Regions from separate parts of the Mus musculus genome. Here all the other regions are linked to region 1. Evidence: chromatin contacts called from public Hi-C, HiChIP or PLAC-seq and promoter capture Hi-C data. All regions are on one chromosome and are shown on one strand. The core of a region is the stretch at or near the end of the contact, and the rest is flanking DNA. Distances in the headings are between cores, read along the strand shown. Region 1 holds the start of Ncoa5 (nuclear receptor coactivator 5). Region 2 holds the start of Ddx27 (DEAD box helicase 27). Region 3 holds the start of Stau1 (staufen double-stranded RNA binding protein 1). Region 4 holds the start of Arfgef2 (ADP-ribosylation factor guanine nucleotide-exchange factor 2 (brefeldin A-inhibited)). Region 5 holds the start of Prex1 (phosphatidylinositol-3,4,5-trisphosphate-dependent Rac exchange factor 1). Region 6 holds the start of Ywhab (tyrosine 3-monooxygenase/tryptophan 5-monooxygenase activation protein, beta polypeptide).

What was found. Promoter capture Hi-C pulls out the DNA fragments that hold promoters and counts their contacts. Hi-C and Micro-C count contacts between places; a contact is called where the count stands out from the background. HiChIP or PLAC-seq counts read pairs in DNA pulled down with a chosen protein or histone mark.
Region 2: a Hi-C map of B cells shows a contact between it and region 1, with 5 read pairs. The contact joins the promoter of Ddx27 here to the promoter of Ncoa5 in region 1. A contact is called at or near these places in 2 of 39 promoter capture datasets (hippocampal neurons and liver) and 1 of 484 Hi-C or Micro-C datasets (B cells).
Region 3: a promoter capture Hi-C map of liver shows a contact between it and region 1, with 4 times the contacts expected there. The contact joins the promoter of Stau1 here to the promoter of Ncoa5 in region 1. A contact is called at or near these places in 2 of 39 promoter capture datasets (hippocampal neurons and liver).
Region 4: a contact with region 1 is called in a FOXA1 HiChIP or PLAC-seq map of pancreatic cancer cells. The contact joins the promoter of Arfgef2 here to the promoter of Ncoa5 in region 1. A contact is called at or near these places in 3 of 39 promoter capture datasets (the 3T3-L1 cell line and liver) and 1 of 115 datasets of contacts at active chromatin or transcription factors (pancreatic cancer cells).
Region 5: a contact with region 1 is called in a promoter capture Hi-C map of liver, with 5 times the contacts expected there. The contact joins the promoter of Prex1 here to the promoter of Ncoa5 in region 1. A contact is called at or near these places in 4 of 39 promoter capture datasets (the 3T3-L1 cell line, hippocampal neurons and liver).
Region 6: a contact with region 1 is called in a promoter capture Hi-C map of pre-B cells, with 5 times the contacts expected there. The contact joins the promoter of Ywhab here to the promoter of Ncoa5 in region 1. A contact is called at or near these places in 2 of 39 promoter capture datasets (liver and pre-B cells).

Annotation. Positions count from the first base shown.
Region 1 is chr2:165,031,661-165,036,756 of GRCm38.p6, reverse strand. Ncoa5 (nuclear receptor coactivator 5) reads left to right here and starts at 1,978. Exons shown (of 8, transcript NM_144892.1): 1 at 1,978-2,074.
Region 2 is chr2:167,012,974-167,018,069 of GRCm38.p6, reverse strand. It overlaps Ddx27 (DEAD box helicase 27), which reads right to left and starts at 2,757. Exons shown (of 21, transcript NM_153065.3): 1 at 2,644-2,757; 2 at 181-327. The coding sequence starts at 2,736.
Region 3 is chr2:166,993,193-166,998,288 of GRCm38.p6, reverse strand. Stau1 (staufen double-stranded RNA binding protein 1) reads left to right here and starts at 1,990. Exons shown (of 12, transcript NM_001109906.2): 1 at 1,990-2,255.
Region 4 is chr2:166,803,302-166,808,397 of GRCm38.p6, reverse strand. Arfgef2 (ADP-ribosylation factor guanine nucleotide-exchange factor 2 (brefeldin A-inhibited)) reads right to left here and starts at 2,817. Exons shown (of 39, transcript NM_001085495.2): 1 at 2,563-2,817. The coding sequence starts at 2,683.
Region 5 is chr2:166,711,820-166,716,915 of GRCm38.p6, reverse strand. It overlaps Prex1 (phosphatidylinositol-3,4,5-trisphosphate-dependent Rac exchange factor 1), which reads left to right and starts at 3,084. Exons shown (of 40, transcript NM_177782.3): 1 at 3,084-3,401. The coding sequence starts at 3,198. It overlaps Gm46777 (a long non-coding RNA gene), which reads right to left and starts at 3,087. Exons shown (of 3, transcript XR_001783555.2): 1 at 1-3,087.
Region 6 is chr2:163,992,801-163,997,896 of GRCm38.p6, reverse strand. Ywhab (tyrosine 3-monooxygenase/tryptophan 5-monooxygenase activation protein, beta polypeptide) reads right to left here and starts at 2,700. Exons shown (of 6, transcript NM_018753.6): 1 at 2,532-2,700.

The DNA of each region.
Region 1 (5,096 bases), core at 729-3,228:
GTACCACGTTCATAGGCAATGTTTGCATAGGCAAGAAGCCTGCAAAGGATAGTCTGAAACTGAAGTTAAAGACAGTTGTGAGCTAACAGCCTAGGTTCTCTGCAGGAACAGCAACTGCTCCTAACTGCTGGGCCATCTCTGCAGCCCATACCTTAGGACCTATTTTACAGAAAAAAGGGTAAGTGTCTGTGGATTTTTTTTTTTTTCCGAGATGGGGTTTCTCTGTGTAGCTCTGGCTGTCCTGGAACTCACTCTGTCGACCAGGCTGGCTTCGAACTCAGAAATCCACCTGCCTCTGCCTCCTGAGTGCTGGGATTAAAGGCGTGCGCCACCACTGCCCGGCAATCTCATACATTCTTATAATCATTTTTTACAACCGTTTCGCCTGTGTGTAAAGTTAGTTTCTAGTTACAGCCCAAGAATGACTTCTTCCCACCAGCACGCATCTCAGTGTGCAGCTACACACTCTAGTGCAATTTCTTCTTAGTTTGAGCTCTATCTTTCTGCTAGCCTCTACTCTCCAAGAGGACAGAAGGTGCTAAGATGTGCTAAGATGGTGCCTAGCACGTAGATACATATCAAGTCACAGTGTCTTTTAAGCAATTATTTTATAATTAAAAAGTTTTGAGGCAGGGTCTCCCTTGCTGGCCTGCAATTCCTTATTTATAGGCTGGCCTTGACTGCACAGTGGTCTGTCTGCCTGCTTCTGTCTCCCGAGTGTTGTTATTAAATATGTATAGTGATACCGGGCGTCGTGGCACACGCCTTTAATCCCAGCACTTGGGAGGCAGAGGCAGGCGAATTTCTGAGTTCGAGGCCAGCCTGGTCTACAGAGTGAGTTCCCAAGGCTACACAGAGAAACCCTGTCTCGAAATACAAACAAATATATATATATATATACAGTGACATACCAGATGGCTTTTGTGTTTTAATGCGTGCGTGTGTGTGTGTGTGTGTGTGTGTCTGTGTCTGTGTGTGTGTGTGTGTGTGTGTACATGGGGTTGAACTCAGGTCATCAGACTAGGCAGCACACACTTTTGTCCCCAGAATCACCTTACCAGCCACGCTTTGAGGTCTTTGTAGCAAATGTACAAGAAACAGTGAGTCAACTAGCAGAATGAATATAGGATCCGATGTTTAAAGAAACTGGGCTTCTCACAGTGTTCAAATCCCACAGTCACCAGTTTAGTTGGCCTGTATTGTTCAGGAGGAAGACGAGGCCCTACGGCATTTGAGGCACGAGGCGATTCATGTAGCCGGAGCTTTGATTCATGGAGAGCATTTACAACTGTAAATTCCAGTCCCTGTGACAAACTCTAGATTAAAAGGGGGGAGGGGGGACCCACACCTTTTTTACATGCTTCGTGGTCGACAGTAACGTTGAAGTCAATTTTTGACCTTGAATATTTCTCAAAGAAATATCTCAAGAAAAAAACCGTAATATATCTCCAGGAGCCTCTTGGCTCCTAGAGACAGCTAGGCAACTAATAGGATCCACAATGTATTTAAATGCAAATTTAAACCCAGCTTTTTCTTCACCTCTCTGCTCTCTTTGTTCCTTGTGATCAGGTTTGGGCACTGCACATTTTCCATCTACAAATGCTTGGCCTTTCGGGGCTTTAAGTTTTACAGGGATGAAAGTACTGGGGGACTTGTTCTTGTTACACAGTTATGGATGAGGAAAGGGGATCTGGAAAAGGGAAAAGCCAGACAGCAGTCCTGCGCGGGGCGCAGGCGTGGAGCGGGTCCTCCACTGAGACCCCGTTACTAGGCAACCGCTGGCGTTCTCAACCGCCGCCCCAGAACCACCGCCTCGCCCCCGTCGCCAAGGAGATGGACGCCTCAGCTCAGCCCTGCCGTAAACCCGCAGGCTCTTTACGACACTGCCGCGGCCGCCGCTGCGTGCGCGCCCTCTGCCCCTACCTCCACACTCCGCCCCGGCCGCCATTGCCTCGTGCCCGCGCTAGTCGGTTGGTGGCGCCTTTGTCCTACGGCGGGCAGGTGGGCAGAGGCCGAGGCGGCAGCGGCGGGCCTGAGGCGGAGGAGCGGCGGGGAGGCGGCCACGCCGGTAGCGGTGAGTGCCGGGGAGCGGTGGCCGTCCGCCGAGGCGTAGTACTGATGGGCAGGCGGTTGGGGGGGCGACGGGGACGCTGAGGCGGGAGGGCCCGTTCGACGCGCGGCCTGCTCTCCGGGCACGCGCGAGGCTGCGCATGCCCCGGAGCGGGGCGCGGCTGCCTCCGGCTCCGGTCCGGTCCGGTCCGGTCCGGCCCAGACCCGAGTCTGGCGGACCCAAGTAGGCGAGCGAGCGACTGACCGTGCGCTGAGGTGGGCACCGCGGCCCGTTTCGGTCGCAAGCTGCTGAGGCTTCTTTGTAGGATCGAGCACGCCCTGCACTCGAGAGTCTGTGAAGTCGCTCGCCCGGGGCTTTGGTGGGCGAGGGGAGCTCTTGTGAGTCAGTGGCACTGGAGGGCTTCGAACCCGGGTCCAGGATACCGGTCTCGGCGGCGGTGTCCAGGCGCCAAGCAGCCTAGGGAGCGCTGTCGCCCTGGGCGTATTCTCGAGATGTCAACTTGTGTGACAGCTCGCCCATTCTATGGACGTGGACCCTAGGCCCGGAGAACCGGGCGAGAGAAATTGTGCCGGAGGTTCGTACGGACACGGCGCCGGAACCTACTGGCTTCCCAGGGCCCTTCCCGCACCCCGGTAGCGGGTCAGGGGCTTTGCTTAGGACCACGTCTCCCCAGCTTCCGTCCCTCGCGCTGCACCTTTACAAGTCCGCCTACATCTGTACTAGATACCAAATGTTAAATGTTTTTCTTTAAACTGACTCTGACCCTCCCTCCTTAAATGCATTTGTTTAAGGCGGAAATTTTGAACCCCAAACGGTATAATGGAAAGCCAGTTATTTCTCTAACGCTCATAAAAAAAATAAATACCTGTCTATTAAAATAAACACTTGTGTCCTTGTTCCTCCTGAAGTTGTGCGCTCCAGGCTTTGGGAACCGCTGCCCTTGGAGTACGGGGTTAATTGTCATGTTATGTCTTTCACTGTATATGGAATTTTTCCCCCTGCGGCATTCCAGCTCCCATTGCAATGTCCCGGGGTGTCCCGGGATCTTCAGGGTGATGATAAATATTCTGAGCTTTCTCATTGTAAAAGGTTGTCCTTTAGAAGCGCTAATCTCAGGAGCTGCAAGAACCATCCCTCAGATGTACTGGGTGTGTTTCCTCGCTTTCTTACAGTATTGTGGTGTGGTAGCCACCTTGAAAGTTCATGAAAGGATGCTTCTGCAAACCCTGATGTGGCTTTTGACCACAGAACACTTAAACTTGTATCTGTCTGAGTGTGAAAAAGCAACTTTGTATCAACATTTTGGAACAAGGCTCTAGTTTTGCCTTGTGGGGATTGGAGACCACTTGACTGATGGTTAGCGTGCATGCCTGCCTTCCTTTTGGTTTGTCTCTTCCATTTAGCTCGTCTTTCCTCTTTCATATATTTTTTGAGCCCCTAGACATGCATTAGTCTCTACCGAAACATAGGAGACTGCTTCTCCTTGTATAATGTGCTAGCAAAACAACCACATTGCAAGACTAAATGGAAGGTATTTTTCTAGATATCAGCAGTTTCATGTCCCATTAGCTATCTGATCATAAATTCAGTTTTTAAAAAGTGTGAGAGCAGATTTACTTTATTTTCTGAAAGGAAATTCAGAAAAGCCAACTTGGACCATTCCAGATACCCCAGCACCAAGGGCTGTATGACAAGAAGTCTGTATTTTGGGGGGCTGACCTCAGGTTGAGCACAGAATAGAACTAAACATAAGATCATCCATTGGTCCCAAACTTCTCAGGAGCAATAATGTACAAAGAAGCAAGGGAAATTTGATTTGACTTGGAAGTCCCATTTCCGAACATCAGCAAGTGGAGCCTCATCTACCAGTGCCCCAAGCTAAATAAACAATGCTTTGCTCTGAAACTTTATTGTAAATAACTATTCCAGGCATTCCATGCCTGCGGCCTGCAGATGGCAGTGCCTTTAAAAGCTTCCTGCACTGTGAGAACTGAATTCACCTGTGCATTTAAGAATGGAAAACCTTTTACAAAAAGGAAACCTTTGGAATGTGCCCTTCAGTTTTCTTCAGGTTTTGACTCCCCACGTGACAAATGTTGTCTCTGTTTCTAAACTCACCATTGGTGCTTAGTTGCAAAGGGAATCCTCAGCTAGCAGTGCACATGGTAAATACTACTCTTTTGTTCTCTAAGTTGGTTTGTAAGATGGGTGCATTGGTGGTGTTATATGTGTTACAAAGTTTTGTGCATATACAGAAATGAGAGCTCAGTAAAATTGAAAATTTCTTGCCCAAGAACACGTTCAAGATATTGTTGGAGATGAAAGATTTCAAAAGAAAAAGTAGCTATGTTGTATAGTATCCACAGTACAGGAGTTCTGAGGCTTCTTTGTATGCTAACCTCATGCAAGTATGTCGCAGAGATGACAGCAATCTCATTATGACTTTCCCTTTGTCTTCCCATGAACTCTTCCAGTTCAATGTTCCCCCAAAGAAGAATTCTTTCTACTCTATTGCTTCCTGTGTTTTATGAATGATTAGTCTTTGAGGCTAATACTTTTAAAGCTCTCTTTAAAAGTATTTTTAACAAATGTTTTGTGTGTGTGTGTGTGTTAAAAGATTTGTTCTATGAACAGCATATACTGTTGGCTAGACTATTCTGCTTAAACAGAGTTTAAACTGTCAGATAGCTAAAAGAGCAGTGCCCAATGGGAGATGATCCTCTGTTACTCTCACTGATAGACATTTTAATGAAAGGTAAGGGTAATAAGGCAGTAAGTACCAGGGTTCCAATAGCCTGTTTATTCCTTCAGCTTATGCAGTATAACATACAGTTAGGCCCTTTATTTGGAAGTCTCCCTAAATCCTGTTCAGCTAGAAATAACCCACAAACATTAACTGTCAGAAAGAAAATGATGTGACAGTAGCTAAAACATGGAAACACACAATCCCTGAAAACTGTAAAGTGTAATCACACTGTGACTTCCATAAGAAATAGGACCATCAGCACAGATTTCCAGAGGCCTA
Region 2 (5,096 bases), core at 1,508-4,007, 2.0 Mb before region 1:
GTAACTTCCTCTCCCTACTCCATCAAACCTACACAACTTATTTTCAAAGTCCTCAACTTCCAAAAGCTGCTGAGCGTAAGATGAAGGTAAAAGGCCATGAGGTAAGTGTTTGTCCTAATACCAACGTACTGCTTAACGGCCCATCCCCCATCACCTGAATCCCATCCCTGTCAGTCTTACCTTCTTCTTGAGCTGGCTCATGACATCAGCCAGGGCCCAGCTGCCATCATACATGCCCTCCTTCTCAGTGAAAACAAAGTCAGGGTTGAAGTCAGCACTGCGGTTCTTCTGCAAGGCTTTCTGCTTGCGGCCCAGCACAATGGGTCCCTACAAAGAGGAGAAGTGGGAGTGACAGTGACTGGCTGAGATGGAGGGAGGGGGCCTGAGAAACTCACAGCTGGAAGCACGGGTGGACCAGCTGGAAAAGCCTACCTGGGGTCAAATCAACACATAGAATACAAAAGAAACGAGGCAGTGGTGGCTGTAGGGCATGCCTCTAATCTCACAACTAGGGAGGCAAAGGCAGGTGCATCTCTATGAGTACCAAACAGCCAGGGCTACTTGGGAGAACCTGTCTCAACATAGATGAATAAACCTTAAGCTGGATGTGGTGGTGCACACCTTTAATTCCAGCACTTGGGAGGTAGAGGTGTCAGGCAGATGTCAGTCAGCCAGGGTTGACACAGAACCATGTCTCCACATCTCCAAAACTTCTGAGAAGGCAGAAACTGACATCTCTGCAGAAGCTGACTGGTCAGCTGACCCTCCCTGTTAAGTCCTATGTTCCAGTAAGAGAATGGTTTCCAAAAACAAAGTGGACAGCTCCCAAGAAATGACAGACACTTGATATACATTAACCTCTGGCCTGCTAACACATGCTTGTACCTACACACATATACTACACTTGCAAGAGTGTAGACACACACATGGGGGTGAGACATGGGGGATGGGGAGTGTAATAATGGCCAGTATAGTCTAGCCAGTGAATTCCATACCTATGTAAGATCCCGTCTCTAAGCAAGGTGGACAACTGGAGTAACAGCCCACAAAGTTGTTCTCTGGCCCCACACACGTGCATGTGAACAAGTACGCGCACAAGAACATGTACACAGGCACACATATGAATGTGCATAAACAATGCAAACAGCAACAGGACCGTCAGAAGCTCAAATGTATCCAAGATCCAGTTTCAAAAGGAAACACAAAACTGATACAGAATTGGATACCAACAAGCTTCTTACGGAGTGAGGCACTGCTCTAGTTCTGCCTTACAGAGCAGGTAATACATGAGCTAAGTCTCTCCCGGCCACCACCCAGTACATGCCAGGAGAGACAAAGTCATCCTCCATCCTGGACACCAAGGTACTTGCTCCCAAACCTGGATCGATTTAAAATGCCTCATGCCAATGGCAGACATCAGAAAACTGTTGTCCTGTACAGTGGTAGCCCGGAGGGAAGCGGAGGCAGCAGGAGGGTTCCAGAATGAAACCCTCCTGTTGTGGAGAGAAAAAAAGCCAGAGCAGACTGAGACATCTAGACACATGGTTCACAACCTTCCCAACCCAGATGGTGGTGACCCCAAACCATAAAGTTATTTCCGTTGAGACTTCATAACCATAATTCATTACTGTTATAAATCATAATGTAAATATCTGAAATGAGATCCTAGGGTCCCCAGGGTCTGGAGCCACAGGTGGAGAACTACTGAGGGAAGCCTTCCAGGCAGAGAGCAGAAGTGTGAAGAGAAGCTGGGCACACCTTTAATCCCAGCACTCAGGAGGCAGAGGCAGGCAGATCTGAGTTCGAAGTCTACCGAGGTAGGTCCAGGACAGCCAGGGCTATAGAGAGAAAGCCTGGGGGAGTGGGCTGGGTAGAGATGTGAAAGGCTCTGAGCAGAAAAAGAACACAAGTTTCTAAGACATGAAATGGAATGGTATGTCGGTGTTGCCAGGACAAGGAAGGCTGCTGAGGGTCAAATGGCAGAAAAGACAACAGAGCCTGGCCTGACTCTGAAAGCCACAAAAACTTAGCTGCATGGCTGGAACCACTCAGACCACTGAGACCACTCAGCTACTTGGTAAGGAGACCACCAAGCTGGAAACTGAAGTATGTGAGGGGCACAGGTTTGCAGGTGTGCGGGTGGGACTTGCAAAGACCGGAGTGTGGATGGACAGAGGGATAGAAGCCTTGGACAGACGCCTAAACTGACCAGCAGAGCTCCAAACGACCTCCCAGCAACATCCTTAAAGACTGGAGCCTTAGACATCAGCTTTCTCGGAATCGGACTGCAGAGGGCCTGGGCCATCCTTAGTGTCGTGTGAGGCTGGCTGACGCCGGTGTGAGGCACTGAGAGTTTGGGTTTGGGTCTTTTTCTCTCGCCACTCACCCTGGAGCCACTTTCTCAGGGCTACATCCCCACCGCCTAGCATCACTAGAACCCCCTTGGGAGGCTTGATGGATAGGTGGGAGCATGTGTCCCCGACTGGGCAGGAAGCAAGACTGACTTCGCCTGCGAAGTTCGACTCCGCACAGCTTGGTGACACGGCCTGCATGGGGACACCTGAGCACGCTGAGGAGGGCCTGGGGCCCGCAGCTGGTTCCCGGCCGCTCCCGCCCACGGCCCCTTCTCCCGCCGGCTCCTACCTCCTCCTCCTCGTCTCCGGAGTCCGACTCGGGCTCAACCGGCACCTCGTCATTCTCGCCGATGGTCCGGATGAAGCCGAGCTCCGCCAGCATGCTGAAGAAGCAGCCACTTCCGGACGTAGCGAGTGCGGCGCGCCGACACGACCCGCCTTTTCCGCGACCCGCTCGGCGTCGCGCGCATGTGCTTCACGTCACTTCCGCTCGGGGGCGGCACTTTGAGACTTCGCGGGCCTGCGTGGTTTCCAATAATAAAATCAAATGGGTGGGGCGTTGTTTAGATTAGAAAACTACTTTGTTTTGGGAAAGAAATAGAAGTCTGAGAGTGTGTAAAGGTGAGGGAAAAATTAGAAGTATGTGTACATTTGGGAACTTAACAACAAAATGGTAGTCAGGGCTGCCATCTGGCTCAGCATGGCAAAGGCCACACTACTCCTGAGTGCGATCCCGGTACCTACAAGGGGAAAGAAGAGCTCGGAATCCAGAGTTGTCCTCTGATCTTCACACCCTTTTCAAGTGAACACGCCCCTCTGTATACACAATTATAATAATTAACAGGGGGCTGGATTCCTGGAGGGCTGGTTTAGTGGCTAAGAGCACTGGTTGCTCCTGCAGAAGACCCAGGTTTGATTCCTAGCACCCACAAGGTGGCTCACAGCTGTCTGTAACTCCGTATCTGACCTCTGCGGCCACTGGGAACATCTGGTGCACAGACATGTATGCAGGCATGATGCAGGCACATAAAAGTTTAAATAATAGATAATATTTTAAGGATGGTCGAATTGTAAGTTCTATTTTCTTTTCTTTTTTTTTTTTTAAAGATTTATTTATTATTATATGTAAGTACACTGTAGCTGTCTTCAGACCCACCAGAAGAGGGAGTCAGATCTTGTTACGGATGGTTGTGAGCCACCATGTGGTTGATGGGATTTGAACTCTGGACCTTTTGGTCTGTATCCCTTCTTTTCCACTGCCTCTGGTGAGTAGTAGACTACAAGAGAGGTTAAAGCATTTATGAACCATTATTAAAAGTACGGGTATGGGCTGGTGAGATGGCTCAGTGGGTAAGAGCACCCGACTGTTCTTCCGAAGGTCCAGAGTTCAAATCCCAGCAACCACATGGTGGCTCACAACCATCCGTAACAAAATCTGACTCCCTCTTCTGGAGTGTCTGAAGACAGCGACAGTGTACTTATATATAATAAATAAATAAATAAATAAAATCTTAAAAAAAAAAAAAAAAAAACATTAAAAGTACGGGTACTTGGGAGGCAGAGGCAGGCAGATTTCTGAGTTTGAGACCAGTCTGGTATACAAAGTGAGTTCTGGGACAGCCAGGGCTATATAGAGAAATCCTGTCTCAGAAAAAAAAAAAAAAAAAAAAAGCCAGGCATGGTGACACATGCCTTTAATCCCAGCACTTGGGAGGCAGAGGCAGGCAGATTTCTGAGTTCAAGCCAGCCTGGTCTACAAAGTGAGTTCCAGGACAGCCAGGGCTATACAGAGAAACCCTGTCTCAAAAAACCAAACCAGAGAAAAAAAAGAGAAAGAAAGAAAACAAAACAAAACAAAAAATACGGTCGAGAAAAAAAAATTAAAGCTACAACTGTGTCTGCATGCACACAGCTCTCCACCATGAAGACAATGAACAAAAGCGCTGAAATTGTAAGAACAGCCTAATTAAACGCTTTGTCATGGTGTCCCTTCACAGTAATAAAACAGTGACCAAGGACTCAGCGGTTAAGAGCACCAACTGCTCTTTCAAAAGTCCTAAGTTCAATTCCGAGCAATCATATGGTGGCTCACAACCATGAGTAATGAGATCTGACGCCCTCTTCTGGTGTGTGTGAAGAAAGCAATGGTGTACTCGTAACACAAAATAAATAAATCTTAAAAAAATAAAAAGCTGGGCATTGGTTGCACACGCCTTTAATCCCAGCACTTGGGAGGCAGAGGCAGGTGGATTTCTGAGTTCTAGGCAAGCCTGGTCTACAGAGTGAGTTCCAGCACAGCCAGGGCGATACAGAGAAACCTGTCTCGAAAAAAACAAAAACCAAAAAAAAAAAAAAAAAAAGCACAGGCAAAAAAACAGTGACCAAAAGAAACAAACCCACACTCATTTGAACAAGCATACACACATGTATGTGTCCCACATGTGCATACAAATAACCAAATAAAGGAAAGAAAACACTAAATTGTAATGCCATGGCCCCTGCTTAGACACCACCCTACTCTTAGAACAACAGGGTTTACCTACTCACGCCAACATTCTTTCTCTCATGCTTGCCCCTGAACTCACACAGATGAATCTCATTCTACCCAAAACCTATACATGGTCTGTTCCCTCTGTTTCAAATGCTGTTTCCTGGGCTGGAGAGATGGCTCAGCAGTTACGAGCACTGACTGCTCATCTGAATGTCCTGAGTTCAAATCAGGCCATGGCAACCACATGGTGG
Region 3 (5,096 bases), core at 741-3,240, 2.0 Mb before region 1:
ATCAGATATTTACATCATGGTTCACAACAGTAGCAAAATTACAGTTGTGAAGTAACAACACAAATAATTTTATGGTTGGGGTCACCACAGCATGAGGAACTGTGTTAAAGCACCACTGTGTTAGGAAGGCTGAGAACCACTGCTCCAGAGGCAGAGGCCAGCTTGGGCAGCATAGCAAAACTTTGTGCAAACAAACCAAAATTAAAGAATACAATCTATGCTGGGGGGATGGTGGCACGCACCTTTAGTCCTAGCACTCCGGAGGCAGAGGCAGGAGGATCTCTGTGAGTTTGAAGCCAGTGTGGTATACAGAGGGAGTTCCAGGAGAGCCAGGGCTACACAGTGAAACTGGGGTGGGAGAGTTCATTAATTTAAGCTGGCCGTGTGGTGGTGGCACACACCTTTAATTCCAGCACCCAGGAGGCAGAGGTATTCTGATCTCTCCAAATTTGAGGCCAGCCAGAGCTAAATAGTAAGACCCCATTTCAAACAAAACAAAACCCAAAAAACAAAAAACAAACAAACAAAAAAAACCCCAAACCCACCAAAATTGATTATTTTGTGCGTAAATACGCACATTTTACCCGGTGGGCATCTTCACTGCCCTAACTGCCTATGTGTTGCTTACTTAGCGGAGTTGGCTGGGAACTGGAAGGAACGGCTGGTTCTGGAACTCAGTGTCACTGGGTTTTACAAAAAGCAAACTAAGAAGACTTAATTCAGATAAAGGCGCCCCCCAGTGTCTCTGCAAGTCAGAGGAGGGTCTTTTTAGCTACAGCAGACGTCATCATGAATTCATGCAAAGTCAGCCACAGTGCCTTGGCAAGGAGACTGGGCTGTTAGGCATGCTATTTTTATTTATTTATTTGTTTGTTTGTTTGTGTTTCCAGACACCACCAACTGGCTAGGTTTTTTTTTTTTTCCCCTTTTGGGGTAGGGATGGAACCCGGAGTCTTGGGTATCTAGCTATGATGTTTACCTAGGTGCATCAACCACAGGCACCACTTAAAATAAGCCCAGAGGGGGGCTACAGAGATGGCTCAGCGGTTAAGAGCACTGACTGCTCTTCTAAAGGTCCTGAGTTCAATTCCCAGCAACCACATGGTGGCTCACAACCATCCATAATGAGATCTGATGCCCTCTTCACAATGTACTTACAAATAATAATAAATAAATCTTAAAAAAAAAAAAAGCCCAGAGGATGCCAGCGACTCAGCTCCCACAACCTCCGGTAAGGACCCCATCTAATTCTAAAGACCTGTCTCCCCCGCTACATAAAAGGGTTGCTACATAAAAGGGTTGCTATAGGGCTGGAGAGATAGGTGGCTAACAGTTAAGAACACTTGAAGAGGATCTACCTCACAACTGCCTGAAACTCCTACACCAGGCAGGCAACGCCAGCACTGGACTCCGTGGATGCCTGAACTCAAAACACCAAGGCAAGAAAACCCAAGCTATAAGACTAGTGAAGATGGAGCTGAGCGGTAGAAGTTTGCTTCAATCCCCAGGACTACACTAAACAAGCCCACACCAGCCTCTTGTCCACAGAACCACACTCAGTTTAGAGCTGCGGGAAAGGAACCAGACAGCACTTGTGCTTGTCTGTTTTCGGCTCAGACTTCATTTACTCTGACTTCCCCAGTAAACTCCATAAGGGCAGGGACTTGTGCATTCTCACTGTATTCTCAGCTTTCGGTCTTGCACGCAGCAGCAGGTTAACAAAAGTTAGCGTAGGGAAAAAGGGGTGACTGTAGGAAGGGAACAGAAAGCCTAGAAAAGAAAGGAAGCGAGGCCTGTATTCCCTGCCGAGACCGAGCTCCTGGGAAACTACAACTCCCAACATGCCTCGGACCCAGCGCAGCCGTGCCCGGCCCTTGTGGGCCTTGCGTGCCTAGAGAGCGCATGCGGGACGCGGCGCCCGCTGGGACTTGTGGTTCCTGCCGCGGTGTGTAGGGGGTGGGGCCGGCATGGAGGCGGGCGGGGGCCGGGGGCGGGCGCGGCCCCTCCCCCGTCACTTCCTGCCAGGCTGCGGGCCCCGAGCCGCTCTTCAGCGTTTGCGCTGGCTGTCGTCGCGTCTGTGTGCGCTCCCCCTTCTTCTGAGCCCCGGCCTGGCGGCGCCCGCCTTCGCCTCCGCCACTCCGCCTCTTCCCTCCTCTGGTCGGTCCCTTTTTCCTCGCCGTCTTCACTTGCTTCTTCACCTCCTCGCCGCCGCCCAAGACCGCCGGCCCCGGGACGAGCTCTGGGGAAGCAGCCAGGTAAGGCGGCCGGTCCGGGCCGGGTCGGAGCGGGTCGCGGAAGGACCCACGCAGGCACGGCGTCAGCGGGAGGTGGGCGGCGGGTGGGCTAGGCCTTGCGGGCGCGCGAGCCGCGGCCCAGGCCCGTCTCCGCCTGCGGGGCCTTCCCGGAGGAGGCGGGCCCTCCGCGCCGCTCGTGGGCCCTGTGCCGGAGTTAACGCGGGGGGCGCGGGCGGGCAGGGGCAGCGTCGGTCCGGAGGCCCCCCGGGTTTCGGTGCTATGCACAGTGTCGCGGCCAGTGCCGAGCCGCGGGATGAGGTGCCAATTCCCGGCTCGGCCCCCTTCGTCAGTCACTTCGTATTCTTTGTGTCTCTGTTATGAGGGGGAGAAGGAGGGGGAATAGTATTAATCCTGTCCCAACCCGGTCCCTGCCTCTTCAGGCTGTGAAGTTGTGCAGTGAAATGGGGCGTGTAAAGTGCTTATCAGTGTGCCAGACCCACGTCGTGTCCCAATAAGCCGTTTGCATAATTTATTAAGATGATATGAAGGTATAATTTAGGGTGCAGACGGAACATAAGTTGACCTTCCTTTCCACTAGGGTTTTCTCCGAGGCAGAAGAATCCCGCGTGCCCACTGGCAGTGCCTGAGCATTGTGCTCGCTTGGCACCAGAGAGGGGCGGGCGCTTAATGGGGACACTGTAGCAGACAGGGTATGGATGTAAAGCCATCATCATGTCTGTGAAACCAGCTGTAGGGACTTCACCGGCTCCCCTAGGCTCCGCACCCTGTCCCATGTCTCCCTGCCACCATCCAGAACCTTATTGCCATTCCTTTTTATGAGAAAGTTGCTGGCATAAGCTTCTCTTGGGTTTAGCAGACCTTTTTGGAGCCTTCTTGTGTGTCAGGCTCTGGAGGTGGAGTATGCAAAGATTCGAAAACCGTGGTTTCCTGGTTCGCATCTGTAGCTCTTAACTTTCTTTAGCTGAGGCCCTCCCTAGTTATCAGTTTCTCTTAAGCTCTGGCCTCACCTCCCTACTTATGGGCGAAGCTTTTATTTTGTTCCGTTTTGCGTTTTGCCCATTGTATTGTATGCCTTTTTTAAGGTCACTGTTTTCAATTGCTTGTAGCTGTAATAATTCTGTTTGCTTGCTTGCTTGCTTGCTTGCTTGAGACGTGGTTTCTCGGCACAGTCCTGGCTCTCCTGGAAGAAGAAGCTTGTGCTGTAGACCAGGCTGAGTAGCGGTAATTCTTGAGAATTGGAAGTGTTGGAAGAGATTTAAACTGGGATTTTGATCTTTCAGGGATTTGTACTTACCAAATGTAAATTACATCACTACTTGTTGAAGCAAAAACTAAAAATACATTTGGGGAGTGTGGAGGAAGAAGTCTTGGCCATTCTAGTGAACTTTTAGGAGACTGTCTTTATTCTGACTCAGCCTTGATTTTCTTTAGTAAGATTAAGTAACTTTTTTTTAATTTATTTTTTATTTTTTTATTTTTTGTTTTTTCCAGACAGGGTTTCTCTGTATAGCCCTGGCTGTCCTGGAACTCACTCTGTAGACCAGGCTGGCCTCAAACTCAGAAATCCGCCTGCCTCTGCCTCCCAAGTGCTGGGATTAAACGTGCGTGCTACCATTTTATTTTTGAGCATTATATCAGCAGCAGCTGTTGTGGAAGTCAGAGCACAACTTGTGAGATTCAGTAGGTTGCCAGGTTCCTTGCTGAAAGACTTGACATACAGAGCCATCTCAATACCTCAAAAAAAAAATTTTTTTTTTTTTAAATCTGTGCTTAGTGTCATAGGCATCCCCCTCCTTAAAGATGTGCAGCTCACACAGGAGCAGATTTACAAGAGTCACACCTCAGGTGTTTTCTGTGCTCAGTGCTTTTCTGAGTGGAGGCCGGAGGTCAGCCCCTTGTCTTCCTCGAGGGCTCTCTACCTTATTTCCTGGAACAGTCTCTAAGCATTTCAGCTTTTCCTGAGCTACCCATCTCTAAAGCCTGTCGGCAGATTTTGGGCACTCAGTTTCTTTAGTAAGTGAAAAATGTTTATATTGCACCCATCTCGATATTGCAATATTTTTGTAACAGTCAGGAAATAGTTTCTAGCATAAATGGTTGAGTGTAATGGCTTTTTTGTTTGTTTGTTTGTTTTGGATTGTTTTGTTTTTAGAGACAGGGTTTCTCTGTGTAACATAGCTCTCTGGCTGTCCAGGAACTTGCTTTGTAGACCAGGCTGTCTTTGAACGCAGATAAGCCTGCCTCTGCCTCCAGAGTGCTAGGATCAAAGGCATTCAACATTGGCTGTTTTTCAGTTACTCGTTAATAGTTCAGGAACTGTTGATTCAATCCTTAAGGAGTAAGGCTGAAATCTGGGCTGAAAAGTGGGAGTCCCCAAAAGAGGACTAACTCCACTAACTCTCAGCTGTTTTTCTGCTGTGTGTTAATCATATTTCAACCAAGAAGCCAGATCCCAAAAGAAAGAAAAAATGAGAATGAGCGAGCAAGTGATCCCTTCCAGTATAGTAAGAAATTTCATTTCATTAACAGTTAAACAGTCATCCTGAGGTGAGCTGGTTAACATCAAAATGACTAAGATTATGATAGATTTAGGATTTGTTTCAAAACAAGCTAGCTTAAAGGAGGTTCAAGAAGAAACAAGGCCGACCTTAGCTGTGAGTTAATAATTGTCAAAGCTAGGTGACCAAATACACAGTGCCCTCTATAGCATTCAACTTTAACACTTAAAAATAACCTCAGGTTCTCTATCACAGCCTTAAAGTATCACTTCGCTGGGTCTATCATAATTTGTGATATGGCAAAGGATATGTTTGGCACTATTTGTAGATTTGCTTGTTTAGG
Region 4 (5,096 bases), core at 1,568-4,067, 1.8 Mb before region 1:
GACCTCTGGAAGAGCAGTCAGTGCTCTTAACCGCTGAGCCATCTCTCAGCCCAAGTTTTAATTTCTTGTTCAGAAATTTTAGCATCAAATATCACATTGCTGGGGTCTGCTTAAATTGTCCTGCGAGCCATACTGGGCCATAACACTGAGACATTATTAGATGGTTCTTTTTTTTTCCCCTCGGATTATATTTTTTGTGTAAAAGTTCAGATTTATTTTTTCCAATTTAGGCTGTAGAAATGCACGTTTGAATTATATATTTATACACACGTGTTCTCATGTGTGAACATGCATACTTACTGCATACACACATGTGTAAGAAATGGCCCTGACAGGAGGTAACTTCACTCTAGGTTATGTGAAATTGGAGGGATGGCTTGTTATCAGTGGTTAGGGAGTTCACACCCAGGGCTGGCTTAAAGGAGCTATCATTTAAGATAGGAGCTATGTGCTTAGTTAGGTGAAAAGACTTTATTTCTGAACAGTTAAAATACTGCAGAGTACCTGTGCCCCCCTTATCCTGTATCTCAAGGCCTTTTCTTGGGTCTCAGTAACCTCATTTAAGAAGAGGAATGTATGGGGCTGGAAGGGTAGCTCAGTGGGTAAAGTGCTCACAGTGGAAGTGTGAGGACCAGCGTTCGGCTCCCCAGAACCCATTTTTAAATACAAATAAGCCACTCGTGTGTGGTGGCTCCCTATAGCGCAAGTTCTTGGGAGGCTGAGACAGGGGGTTCTTGAGCAAGCTGGCTAGCTAGCTAGCAGAATTGGTGAGCTTTAGTTCAGGGAAAGACACTGTCTTGCATAAGTGGAGAGCAATCAAAGACAGCCAGCCCGGCAGTGGTGGCACATGGCTTTAATCCCAGCACTTGGGAAGCAGAGGCAGGTGGATTTCTGAGTTCAAGGCCAGCCTGGTCTACAGAGTGAGTTCCAGGACAGCCAGGATTACACAGAGAAACCCTGTTTCGAAAAACAAAAACCAAAAAATAAAATAAAATAAAAATAAATTAAGAAGTTAAAACGTGAAGCCCTATGGCAAGAATGGAGTCTAGGAGGGTTCAGCCTGAGGCTCATGCCTCCCTCACAGCTGCTTTTCCAATGCTTACCCTACATTCCTGATAGAACAAAACCCAACTCTTGGCCCTGGTTTTCAAAACAGAAAAGCTTTAACATTTAGGTCTCAGTAAATCCCTTCCACAGACCCTGAATTTCACAAGATTAGCTGCTCAGGATTACACAGGCCTCAAGCAACCCCCAAGATCAACAACAGTTTCTGACCCTTAGGGACTCTCAAATGCTTCCCACATATTTGAGGCCTGAATCTTATTCACCGGGAAGTGCAAAGCTCACAAATCCATTCCAAGGTCTCAAGTGGACGTTCTCCTGCACCCATGGAGAAGAGTGACTAACAGAAACTCAGCCCTTCTGTTTACTCAACCTTTTAGGACAACAGGCCTTTTAACCAAATCCCATGGATTGCACAGGGCGATGAATTCACAGGGAGACAGCTCTGGTCAAATGTCCTGACGCTCTCCGTCCACAACTTTTTTCCTCTTGAACCTCCACACAGTCGACATTTCTTACCTTTCAGACCTGGGCTCAAATGTCACACTTTCAGACAAGACTACTTTCCTGACCATCCAACCTAAAGCAGACCTCAGGTCCTCTGTATCACTTAAGTCTTTTTTCTGACAGCAGTACTTATTAGTACTGTTTTGTCTGCTCTATCAGAACCTAAGAAGATCCACAGGGACAAAGGATTCCATTTCTCCTTCATAGACATCTCCTCAGTACCTGCTACACAGGCTCTCGAGAAGTAACTAAAGATAGGAGACTGATGTTGGTGTCAACTACCGAGCTTTTACCTAGTTAGGAGCTAGAGACTTCTGTCTTTCCACAATCCATGGATCCATTCAACCAGCAAATATTTACTGAGCAACTACTGTGTGCGAAGCACTGTCATAAATGCACAGGACACCGCATTGAAGCAATCAGACAAGTATCTTTGCTCTACAGAACCTTTATTTTAGGGACCCGCCCTAAAATGAGTAGAAGTCGTACACGCTGTCCAATGCCTGAAATATAGATCATCTTACATCCCTTCCAGGCGAAGCGCCCTGGGAACCCCAATGTTCTCCAGTGAGACATTTCCCAAACAAGCCTCCGGGGTTCCTCGGCACCAACCGGGCAGCTCTCTGACCTGCTCTGATCGCTCCCGTGGGAGAGCCCCCAACCAGCATAGTGGCGCTGAAGGAAAAACTTAAGATCGAGAGCTACTGCTTCAGAGGACTTGGAGATGGTGAGGGGAGGAACCAGGAAACGGGACAAGGAGTCGTGGCAAGGGCCCCAGGCAGGGAAGCTGGAAAACCAGCCGTGGCTGTCACCAACTTGCTAGGTGACCTTGGGCCAGTCTCGGCCGCCCCAACACCAGCTCCCACGGGGACAGCGAGCGGAAGAGGACGGGAGGGTGGGATTCGGGCTGGGAGGAGTGGAGGGCAGCAGGCCCGGAGGGTAACGGCCGGCGTGGGGAAGCCGGCGCGGGCCAGGCCGGGGTGGCTCACTCACCGAGCGCCACCTGGCAGGCCCTACGCAGCTGGGAGTGCTGGGGCCGCTTCACCTCCTTGTCAGCTAGGATCTTCTCCAGGGCCCGGGACACGAACATGCTCTTGGTCTGGCTTTCCTGCATGGCCCCGGCCTGCGGGGGCCGGCGACCCCGCGAGCCGGCGGTGCGAGCGAGCAGGAGAGCGAGGCTGAGGGCCCGGCGACCCGGCCGGCACCGGCCGCGTCCGTGCGCGCCGCCCTGTCAGGAAGAGACGCCCCGGCCCCACGGCGCCGCCAAGTTGCAGCGCGTCACGTGACCACGTGACTGGCGGTGTCGCTGCGTCTGCTGAGCGTCGGTCGACCCTGTGACCCCAAGGGTGGGGGGCCGGCCGGGAGGCGGAGCCAGAGTGGGGTGGAGTTCTGTGGGTGGGGCGGGTGGGCGGGGCAGTAGACCTGTGGTGGGGCGTGGTCTGTTCGGTTGGGGCGGGGCCTACGCGAGTGGTGCTGGTCCGGGCGTGTCTAAGTAGTATAACCGGGCCAGGTAGGGGAGTGATGGTCAATGACTATGAAGGGGAAGAAAATGCAGGTCAAAGCCTATAGACATGGGCAGCCCTGAAGGAAAGATGCAAGTGATCGGAGGTAGGAAGAGACTAAGAGCATGCGCTAGATATGCTGAGAAAAGCGAAAGAGGGAGTAAAGGGGAAAGAAAAAAATCGTAAAAAGAATTAGTGAGGGCTGGTGAGATAGCTCAGTGTTTAAGAGCACCGACTGCTCTTCCAAAGGTCCTGAGTTCAAATCCCAGCAACCACATGGTGGCTCACAACCACCCGTAATGAAATCTGATGCCTTCTTCTGGAGTGTCTGAAGACAGCTACAGTGTACACATAATAAATAAATAAATAAATAAATAAATAAATAAATCTTTAAAAAAAAGAATTAGTGAGAGTAATAATAGTCGAGAGAAGAGAGATGGGCAAAAGGAAGTGAATGGAATGAGAGAGGTGACAGAGAGTAGGGAAGGTCAGATGCCGGATCCAGGAAGGGCAGAGAAATCAGGGATGGAAAGGAGGCTCAGGGAAGTTAAGAACCAGGACTGAGGATGAAGCCAGAAGGGAAGAGAGAAGAGAGAGGAGGGGAGGGGAAAGAAGGGTAGGCTGGAAGGTATATTCACGGTGTCTATCTCTTCCAGATTTGTATCTCTGACAGCAAACCACACCAGCCCTGGACACAGTCCTGCTGCCACAGGAGAGAGAGCTCCTGGCGGGCCAGTTTGTAAGAAGTAATCCTTCTGTCGCTAGAGTTTTACTTGTTTGTTTTGTTTGTTGTTGTTGTTTTGATACAATCCTGATGTGTATCGCCGGCTGTCCTTGACCTTGAACTCAATGTCCTCTCTGGGATGAGGGACTGAGTTGCATATTTTACATACCAAAGCTGACCTGGCCTCCAGGTTCTCCCAGCATCCCTCAGTCCCTACCTGGCATCCCCTGCTCCCAACCCTGAACTTTCCAGCACAAGGGTTGGGCTGCCCTTCTCCTTCCTTTTCACTCAGAGGCAGAGGCTCTTCCAGACATTTTGGCTTCTCTCTCTCTCTCTCTCTCTCTCTCTCTCTCTCTTTCTCTCTCTCTCTGCAAGCACTCTTCCTCTCTTCCCATGGCGACTTGCCTTGCCTCCTTCCTCAGGACCAGTGAACTCAACTGAGAGCAGCTTCGCAGCTTCCCAGGAAACCTACATTTAATATAATCTTACCTCTCTTGAATTGGCTCAATTCACCGGCAGGGAAATAACTTATCACCCTCCTGAGCTGGGATTGTAGGAGGAAGCCACCACACCTGAACATCTGCTTTCTAAGTGCCAGTCTGTGCCAATGCTACCAACAACTCCCCTTTTCCTGGTCTGTTTTCATCAGCCTCCAGTACGGAGGACAAAACCGGAGAAGAAACTGAGCCAGGTGGCCAGTGTGGCATGGCCGGTACCTGAGTGGAAGACAGGGCCTTGTCTTGACAGTACTGATGCTTCCCACACCACCCCTTGCTTTTTTCCCACAGGGCAGCCTTGATACTTTGTCTCACAAGAAGCAGACAGTTCTTCCTCATGGAAATTTTGGGAATGTCCCATGCCACCATGTTCAAATGCTCAACTCAAATATCCATTGTCACTGTGTCCCCTAGCTAATAGCTAATATTTATAATAGCATTTGTGGACCTTTTGTATTTTCAGTTTGTGGGGCTCTGCCCCTGGACTGGGGTGGGGGGGAGGGTCCAGTCCAGAGGCAGGTGGAACACTTCAAGTTTGTAAATTCCACTGATTACAATGTGACTCAGAACTACAGCTGGGCCTCAGAACAGATACCACACAAGGCTGGTAGGGCTGCAGCCGCAGCAGGTGTAATTGTGCCTGTTTGTCCACTGAATTAAAATTAGTAACTTACACACTGCTTTCTTGTGGCCTTTTTTTGTTGTTGTTGTTTTGTTTTTTTGTTTTTTGAGGCAGGGTTTCTCTGTGTAGCCCTGGCTGTCCTGGAACTCACTCTGTAGACCAGGCTGGCCTCGAGAGATCCG
Region 5 (5,096 bases), core at 1,835-4,334, 1.7 Mb before region 1:
CTGAGAGTCTCACCAGACAGGGTACAGAGGGTGCCCCCACTGATCCCACCAACTGTGGACAAAGTTGTCTCTGTCGGGGGTATGGAGTCATCAGAGGCCTGCAGGCCCCTCAGCTGTGTATTCTTGGCTTTTGCTTTGCTTGCCTCTGGGAAGCAGAAAGAACTGTGACCATCATGTTTGGGACCTCTCCTTGCTCTGGACATCTGTCCTGACCTCTACCAACCCCCAGTAGCTGCATATTAGGCTCTCGCTACCATCGGTTGAATGAAAGGGCAGGAACTTGCTATTACCTCTATTCCTGTCCTCACAGCTCACTTCTGTAACCTGTATCCTGCTCAGCATGTCCTTCAAGGCCAGGTGCTTAGTAGGTGCTTGTTGCTTTACCTTTAGGGCCCCCTAGGCTTGTTAACAGAACCCCACGTGTTTAGGGGTGCAGTGTCCCAGGATATGAAATAGGCCTCTCCTAAGTCAATGCTGTGATCCTTGGTCTTGGTCAGGGACTATTAGGGGAGTGGCCACGCGACCCAGCTCTGACCTGCTGGGTCTTAACTTTTATCCTTTCAATAAGAGAGGCACAGAAGAGACAGGGTCCCCTTTGTCCTCTTTCTGCCACGGGACAGTTGTGTGAGAGGAGGTGATGTCTCTTCTCAGCAGCCATCTTGTGACTTGGAGGCCAAACACCGTGACAGAGACAGCAAGGTCAGAGGTGCTCTGACGACGTTACTACATTTTGAGTCAGCCTCAGGAACCCAGCTCTGGGCCTCTTCTGAGAAAATGATGCCCTTAGCTTTTAAGCTCTTGTTAGCCCGTGTTTCCTTCTCTTTACTGCAAATCAACCCTAAAAGACACAGGCACCTCTAGCATCAGACTGTGAGCGGAATTAGTAAAGGCTGGCACTTATTGGCTGCTTACTGTATGCTCAAAGTCTTACAACACCAGGTTGAAGAAAGTCCCATTACTCACAGAGGAAAAGCCCACACAGAACTAGATTTGGTGATGCAGGCCTGTAACCCTAGCGTTCTGGGGACTGGGGCGGGAGGATCAGGAGTTCAGGGCTGTCCTGGGCTACATAAATCCAACAAACCAGCAACAAAGAGCTCCACAAGAAATCCAGACACGTGTGCTAGGCAGTGTCACTGTTCCAGGGTGGGAGATGATGTGAGGGGCCCGTCCACAGATGTGGAAGTGCTCGGTCATTCTTTCTGACAGTCAGTTCTTGTTTGGAGGGTGGGACCCATGTGTAAATGTGAGGCTAACCTCCAGCCTTGGTCACAGGCTGAGAAGGGGACTAGTGTTTACTTAGCACTACCTAACCCAGCTAGCTGTGTTGCGTGTGTCAGAGGTTCTCTGGCTACCTTAGAAGGCACCGACGGCTCACAACTGTGGACGGGGTGCTCCTGGGACATCCCGGGTACTGTGTGCTGCTATGCTCTTACAATGGAGAACTAACCTGACCCTAGATGTCACTAATCCTGGGTTTGTTCCCTCAGACTCTCATCTTACAGATTAAAAAAAAAAAAATGGAGCTTCAGAAAGGTGAAGTGTCTTGGCCAAGGTCACCCAGGCAGCTGGATTTGGCTGGCTCGTGACTGCTACCAGCTAGCGAGTAATGATTTCAAGACAGGGCCCACTGAAACCCAAAAAGGTGCTGGATCTAAGGACAGAAGCAGTGTTATGTCTGGAAAGCTCAGAAACAAGAAGATAATGATTCTTTGGAAACACTCACTCCATGACCAATACCTGATGGGCTCACCCTTTTACATCCATTTACCTAGGATACCTTGCCCACATCAAATGTCACGGTGCCCTAGGCCCCAAAGGAACAGGGCCAGGGGTAGCAGGAGCTACCACAGTCTCTCCTCTATCCTTGTGCAAAAGACTGTTTTACTTCAAGGCCCCAGAGAACTATTCTAGGCATCTTGAAGGGAAGTAAATAGAGGACAGTGCTCCTGCCCCAGAAATGATGACACTCCACAGAGGCTATTTTGTGAAACAGGGACTGACTCCATAGGAGATAATAGATCTGAGGCGGGGCAGGTAGGGATTGAACAAGCAGTTCAGAGGCCCGGTCAAGAGGGCAGTTGACAAAGGCAGGAATAATTAAGAACGAAGATAAGACTTTCTAGGGTGTTAAAATCACTTTCCAGGGACTATGGCTCAGCCGTATGCTGGTCCCTAAGAGTTAGGTGTTACTGTTCTTCCCCTTGTACTGTGAGGCAAACGGAGGAGCTTTAGGTGGGATGGGGGTGCTGACCAAGGTCATCAATGAGGGGCTGAACCCCAGAGGCTGACTCGGGTCCCAATGCCTCTCGAGGGTAAAGGGGGGTTAGCACGTTAACTGAACGTTTGAAAGATCAAGGTCACACAGAACAGCCTGTCGGCTGGCAGCAAAATTCCCATTTTGGCTTTATCTCTGGTGGGTACGAGGGCGGCTTCCTGCAACGGTCTCGTCCAAGTGGGCACCTTTGCTTAGGGATGGGGAGCGCTGGGACAGTAGGCGCAGAGCTCCGACGGAAAGAGAAACAGAAGTAAGGACAAAGATGCAGCTAGAGTTCTTCCAAGGTCACCGTAAGCCGAGGGCATGAGCGGCCGTGTTGGTGGGGGCGTCGAGCTGCTCTTCCGGGCGTCAGGAGATGCGCGTGGTGGTCGCTGATCCGGCTCCAGCAGATCACCCACGGGGCACTCCTTACGGGTGGATGGCGCGAGCTGCTCTTGCAGAACTGCTGAATGGGTCTTGGCCTACAGACTCAGCAGAACCACGACCTGACTGGGGTCTGGGGCGACGCATTTCCAGCCCCAAACTCTGACTGTGCGGCGCGCGCACGAACCGGCTCTTGGCCGACGCTCCCTGGAAGCCGGGAGGGGGCTCCGCCCAATCCCCGCCCAATCCCACCAGACTCCGCCCCAGCTCAGTCCATTCTCCATTAGTCCCCGCCCAGTTTCCGCATGAGGTGCCGCCCCACCCCGTCCATTTTCTACAAAGATCCCCGCCCACTAGCAGATTGACCCCGCCTCCTTCCCCGCCCATCGCTCAGCCCTCTCTACCAAGGCCCCGCCCATACACCATGACCCCGCCCAGGTCCCGCCCCCGCTCCGCCTGCCCCGGGCCCGCTGAGCGGCGCCTGTCCGGGATGCGGAGCCCGGACGCCTAAGCCGCGGCGCGACCTCGGCGCGGGAAGTTCGGGCGCCGCGCGGCTATGGAGGCACCCGGCAGCGGTGGTGGTGACGGCGGCGGGGACCCAGGCGGGGACGGTGCGCATCCCGATGCTCGCGGCCCCGTCTCCGGGCCGTGCGCGGCCGCCCGCGACTCGGAGCGCCAGCTGCGCCTCCGTCTGTGCGTACTCAACGAGATCCTGGGCACCGAGCGCGACTACGTGGGCACCTTGCGTTTCCTGCAGTCGGTGAGCTCCCGCCACCTGTGGCCGGCCGGCCCGCGTTGCGCTTTTGTCTGTGGCTCCCCGCCTTGTGCATAGTTTGAAATGGTTACATCCGCGCGGCCGCTGCCCGGGGCCGCCCCGCTGGGGGGCCAGTGTAGGGAGAAGCCCGGGTAGGGGCTCCTTAGCTGCACCGGGGACCCTGGGCTCCGTAGCCTTGCCCCAGCTCGAATTGCACAGTCAAAGCCTTAGACTGCAAAACAGCGTCCGAGTGCGTCTGTGTACCACGCACCTTACACTGGTATCAGCAGACTGTGCCGTTACCGGGCTCATCAGTAGGTTATATTTTCTGATCCTTAAGATCAGGGAAGAGTTCGGCTCCAGAGAGGTTGAGTCCCTTGCTCTGGATAGTTCTGCAGGCTACGTCGTAGGGTTGGATGCAGGGCGGTGACCCAGGGCAGCCCTGCGGGGGCTTTAAACTCCGGTACGTAGTTGCCCTGGTGTCTCTAGTGAGAATGAGGAAGGGGCCACTTCCCTACCCTCCTAGGAAGTGAGAAAACTGGAGGGGGTGGGAAGGGCTGGTCTTAGAGACCTGAGGGCTTTAATCTCCGTGCCTCCTGCTGGGGCCGCTTTAACTCCCTTCTTGGGTTGGAGGAAGTCTTAACCCTGCTTCAGGAAGGCGTGCGTTTGTGTGTGTGTGTGTGTGTGTTTCAAGAGACCCCCAATCACACTGGAGTTCTCTCCATCTGGGAAAAAGAAACACTCAATGGCTTAAGGATGCAGGGGAGTCTGTGTGAGGTCGGGGGGGGGGGTTCCCACTGAGGGAGGAGGGAGTACGAAGTTGGGGGGGGGGAAGACGCTGTGTGGAGGCATTGAAAGCCCTTTGGCCCAAGGATCCTTCTGGAAAGGCCTGTGAGAATAAGACAGGGTTGGCTTTCTTTCCCATCTCTTCCTCTCTCACAGTTGAGAAGGGGGTGGGGGAGAGAGAGAGAGAGAGAGAGAGAGAGAGAGAGAGAGAGAGAGAGAGAGAGAATCGGGTAGGGCTTGAAGCTGGCAGTTTCTAAATGAAAGAGGCAGCCACTCTGGCATTGCTGAGCAATGACAGATTCTAGGGAACTCCTCACTTCCCCCTCGCAGTGACTGAGCTGCTCAGCCTTAAAAAGAAACAGGAAATCTAAACTAGTTTTTATATTAATGGGGGAAAAAAAACAAAACCCACTCCCCCATGTGTGCCCCTGGCTGTTGTGCTAGGTTGACTGCGGTTTTAAATCGTCCCTACGGAGACGGGGCCGCTAGGATAATGGAAATTGATTAGAGTCCACATTCTTAGAATTAAAGAAACCAGGGGGGGAAAAGTTTTCTCTGACTTTCATGTCATCCCAGGACACCTGTCGTTTGTGGACAGCCATTGTTGTGTGACTGGGGCATTCTGAGATGAGCCAGACAGACATTATTGTGTCTTGGGACACCGTTGCTTCCTGTGTTGACCTCGGTTTCCCCACGTGTACAAGAGCAGGGGACCCCAGGCTGCTTTTCTGCCTTGCCCTTACTTGGGTCCCCAAGCCAGTGCCAGAAGTGGAGGACTGATTGTGTAACCTGAGTAGTGTGTCTTGCCCTGTGAGCCCTGGAGGCCACCTCTGGCCACTAGGGAATGGCCCTCAGGCAACCCGAGGGAGGCCACTTAGTCCTGGAAGCTTGGCCGGGAGCTGCATGCTCTTCTGA
Region 6 (5,096 bases), core at 1,451-3,950, 1.0 Mb after region 1:
AGGAGCTGCCAGTTCAGTCGTGCTATGCACTTCACCCTGATTATACATAACATTGTTCTGTATTTCTTAGCTGGCTAGAAGAATCGACTTTATTTTCACCATAAAAAAAGACCAAGTCTGAGATAGGCTATTTAAGCATTCCACAATACATACATATACTTAAACGTCACACAGGGGTATATCCATTCGTGTTCAATTTGTTTATTAACCTTATTTGTATTAAGAATATCTGTATCCCAGAAGTTTAATTCCATTTTCTGCCAGCACACATCAAAAGCTGTATTACTAGCCCAGCACGGAGGTGCACACCTGTAAGTTCAGCATCCAAGAGGCAGAAGGGAGAAGACTGGGGCAGTGAGTCTGAGCCTAGGCTGGGCTACACAACAAAAGAGGTGGGAAGAGGGAAACAGTTGTCATTTGTTGAGTCCAGATGAGAGTTACTAGATATTCTCCATGGAACATTCATATCATCTGTCATAGCAAGTGTAAAAAATAAGACTGCACCTTATCAGAAAGGGAGAAAGAAAACACTGAAGTCAGGGATTTAAATACAACAAAACCAAAAGCTTGTACTTAACACAGTTTACAGAAGGTCTCAGACAACGGTGAGACAGGGAGGCTCAGAAGCTGAGATGAATTAACTCCTGAAGGAAGATCACAGCCAGAAAACAATCGAGGGAAGAACTGAATCAAAGTCACCTAACCAGAGCTGTTTTTGGATCCACAGCCAAATGGGGAAAATGCACTTTTTGCAGCAGCCCAAATCTCTGGGGACTCTGCCTAGGGACCGAGCATCAAGGGAGTGTGCTCGGCCTGGTTTCCACACAGGCTGCCTCCCTGATCCAGACAGCTCCAGCTCTAAAATGGCTTCAATATAACCCAAGCACTGCATGATGGGAAATGGAAGATAACAGGGTAGGAGCCATACTCCAGGGGCTGACAGTCCACAAATACTTGCCACCGATGAAAGAGAATATTCAGTCTGTAAGTAGGTGTGAGGTTTAGGCCAAATCACCTCATTTCTTATAAAGACTTCATCTGTAAGATGGGTGAATGGTTTCTTATAGTTAGAAGGCAGAGGCTAAGAAAATAATTTAGCATTTAGTACTGAATTTCCAGCCTTTCATTTCTAAGGTCATGCTTAAAATTCTAACTTGGGTGGGGATGAAAAAAACAAACAAACAAACAAAACAAACAAACAAACAAACCAGTATCTGCCGGCTATATAATGCTAAGGACATAGATCTTAAAATAAAATAAAAAAATTTTAAAAAGACTCGGGCAACCCAAAGAAATGGATTGCACTGGAGGCAGTCAAGAGAAATCCACCAAGATCCCAGTAATATTCGTATAAATTTCCAGCAGCTAGATGTGAGATGCTGAGTAAGCACGTGTTCAGTCCCATAAACTGTGTGTCTGTATGGTTTCACAGGAACACCTGAGATACAGTGAGAAATGTAATTTTCATATTCTCTTAAGCGCTACACCTTTCTGCACCGGCTCCCGGGATTTTAGAGATTTGTAACATCTTGCCAGATTCCACCTCCCACACCAGGCAAGTAAAATCAAGAGTCCAGTGCTATCTAGTCTCACCAGAGAAAATGTACTGAAGGCAAGGACATGAGCCATGCATTTTTACAGAGGTTGGCAAATTCTCACCAACGCTGCCACCTTTGGAATCCTCGATGCACGCATGTTCTCCATTTGCAACAGACCCAGATGCGCTCATCTTGCAAAAAAGGGTCCACATCTTGCCTACTCCTTCCTCAAACACTGAGGTTACTAGACAAATTTCAAACAATATATAACATATACACACACACACACACACACACATATATATATATATATGCCACAAAAAAGTGTATGGATGAATTTGGGGCATGGACACACGAGATTCTGGCAGTAAAAGACGACAAATATCAAGAGAAAAGACTCAATTCTCAGCCTGATCTTCCCCCACCCCATTGGGAATCCGGTTTGAGTCAGTGAAAGGTTCAGATAAATCCATTTCTTAATTCAAACCTCAACCCTGCTGTCAGGGAATCTCGGGTCCAGCTGGGTTTCCCACACCAGCGATGATGAAACAGCTTTACTGCAAAGTGGGAGAGGGATTCGCCCCAGCTGTCGCCAAGGTTAAACCCTTACTCATCCAGGGGAGTGCGGCAGGGGCGTCGCGGCTCGGGAACTCGCCCGCCTTCGACTAACATTTCAATTTTTGAAAGCCACAAAGAATGAGAGAGGTTGACAGGCCCAGAAGGATGGCTCGGGGCCCGAAGGGAGCAGGCAGGGGCGGCGCCGAGCAGAGATGGTGCCGGAGGGGGGGAGCCTGCGGCCCAGCGGTCCCCAGCCGCGCAGGCCTGGCCGCACCCCGTACGGCGCGCCGAGAGAGAAGCCCGGGCTTCCCGCGGAGGCGCAGGCCTGGCCGGAAGCGGGGAGGGGCGGCAGTAAGCCTGGCGGCGACAGTGAGCCTGGCCGCAGCCCGACAAGGGGCTTTGGGCTGGGGCCCCTGGGAGCCACGCCGCACTCACCGCGGAGGACTGGAGGGAGCAAAGGCGCTTCCGGGAAGATCAGAGGGCAGCGACTGCGTCCTTCCCGGGCTCACTCCTCAGGCGGGGCTGGCGGCAGCGGCGGTGGCAGCGACCGTAGGGGCAGTGGCGGCGGTGGCGGCGGCGGCTACCCGGCTCCGGAATCGGCGGCGGCGGTGGCGGCGGCGGCAGCTGCACTTCCGCTCTGGCCACCACTTCCGCTCTAGCCCAAGTCCCGCCCCACCCTGAGTCGATTCCTCATTGGGTGAATGAGGCACGGGGTTGCTCCGTCCTCCTGAAAAGGGCGGTGATAGCCAGGAGGAGGGGATGTCAGGGAGGACCAAGAGGGAGCGGTCGTGGGAGGACGCAGAGCCTGGGTGGGAGCGAGGAGGGGGCGGACGCAGGGAAAGGAAGTGGGGCGGGGGAGCAGGAAAAGGAGGAAGAAGAGAGGGCGGGGCCGAGGTGGCCGCCCCAGGGCTGGGATGTGTGAGAACAGGGCGGGCTCCGGGAGGGCAGGGTTCGGAAGCTTGGAGCGGTCTTGGTTGAGCCTAGGATCGTCTGTTCCTACCCAACCCTGAAAATAATTCTCACGGGGTCGGAGAGCCTAGCAGTGCTTTTAGCTGTGCGTTAAGGGAATGCTTGTAACTAAAGGAGAACAGACAGCCCTCCATTTTCAGTTAGTTCACCTTTCAGTCCTAAAAGGTACTTACTGTTCTTTTCCTAGACCAAGGACGCTTCATGAAGTACCAGGAACAGAACATTTCCAAGGTCTTAATAAAAACAGAAAAACAAAACAAAAAAACCAGTGTACATCAGTTCTTCGTTGAGATTCCCTGGTCCCCAAGTATCCTTCAAAGGGAAATCGTCAGAGACAGAACCCTGGGATCCCCAAACGGCTTTCAGTGTTACCTAAATTTTATTACTACTTCACTCAAGCCTGTTGACCCTTAAGTCTAGCCCTTCAAAATACCTCCACCACCACGCCTTCGTTCATTTCCCACAAATTCCGTGTGGCAATTTTCAGAGTGCTGGGGAGTACAGCAAGACTTGCGTCTTGAAGCTTACAGTTTTTAGAGAAAGAACAAAGTAATAGGCCTTTGTCATTTCTCCTTTTACCCTCACTTAGCTTAATGACAGACTTCAAATTCACCGCTTGACTCTCCAGCCCTGCCCCCATCAAGTACCAAATGATCTTTTCAATGTCATTCTGTGTCCGCTGCTTTGAAACCCATCGCTGATGGCTCCGACTTAATAGTTCCCTGGGCGAGACAATCAGAGCTCTGTCCTTACCCATTATCAGCACCCCAGTTCATTTATATAACTCCCCATCCTCCCAATGTACTGTTCCAGAATGAATAAACACTTTGAGTTAGCTGCTGTCTTAGCTAGGGTTTCTATTGCTGTGATGCTGGGGAGGAAAGGGTTTATTTGACTTACACGGCCAAATTATTCATTACCAAAGAAGTCAGGACAAGAACTCAAACAGGGCAGGAACCTGGAGGTAGGAACGGATGCAGAGGCCATGGAGGAGAGATGCTGCCTTGCTCAGCCTGCTTTCTTATAGAACTCAGAACCATACAAATCAGATTTCTATGGACAGAAAACTGCTGTCTACATTTCTATATGGTAGCTGGGACTATGGAGTGGCTGTCTACTTCAGATTGGGTGTGTATACACAGACTTTCTAGGGTATAAAGGTCATTTTCAAGTCTTTTGTACAGACATTTGTTCTTTAGATGCAGACCACATCAGTCCTGAACCAAGTACAACAACTTTTAACTTGAATGAGATTAAGAGTGCATTGTGTAGGGCTGGCGAGATGGCTCAGTGGTTAAGAGGGCTGACTGCTTTTCCGAAGGTCCAGAGTTCAAATACCAGCAACCACATGGTGGCTCATAACCATCCATAATGAAATCTGATGCCCTCTTCTGGTGTGTCTGAAGACAGCTACAGTGTACTTACATATAATAAATAAATAAACATTAAAAAAGGGTGCATTGTGTAATATATATATATATATTCGGAAGCTTGGAGCGGATATATATATCATGGATTTTATATCGGATTTTAATCAAAACCACTGAACTAGAACACTGGATGGGTTTCTTAATACCACAAGAACCTCATGGGGATTTGTTTTTGGTAGACCAAAGACCAGTTACAAATCCAGAGTCTGTTCAGAGTGCAGTAGCTCTAATATGACAGGACAGTCTTTTGCCTCCATCTAGACAGAAGCCTAATGGGTTAGAGGCTTCTAATGATTACGCCACAAGTTCCATCATCGGTACATGGAGTCAACAGAATTGCTCTTTGTCAGGCCTCCCCTAGTGCCTGCTATAGGGTTGCATGGATTAAATCCTTTCACCATCTCTGCATTCTAGGCCAGGGGTCAGCAAGCCACAACAATCAACTGATGGGTTCAAAGGTATATTCCAGTTTGCTTCTCTGTTGCTGAAATAGAAACAACTTGGGGAGGAAAGGGTTTATTGGTCTTCTATTTCCACAGTATAGACCATCACTAAAGAAAGCTAAGGCGGGAACCTGGAGGGAGGAACTGAAGTAGACACC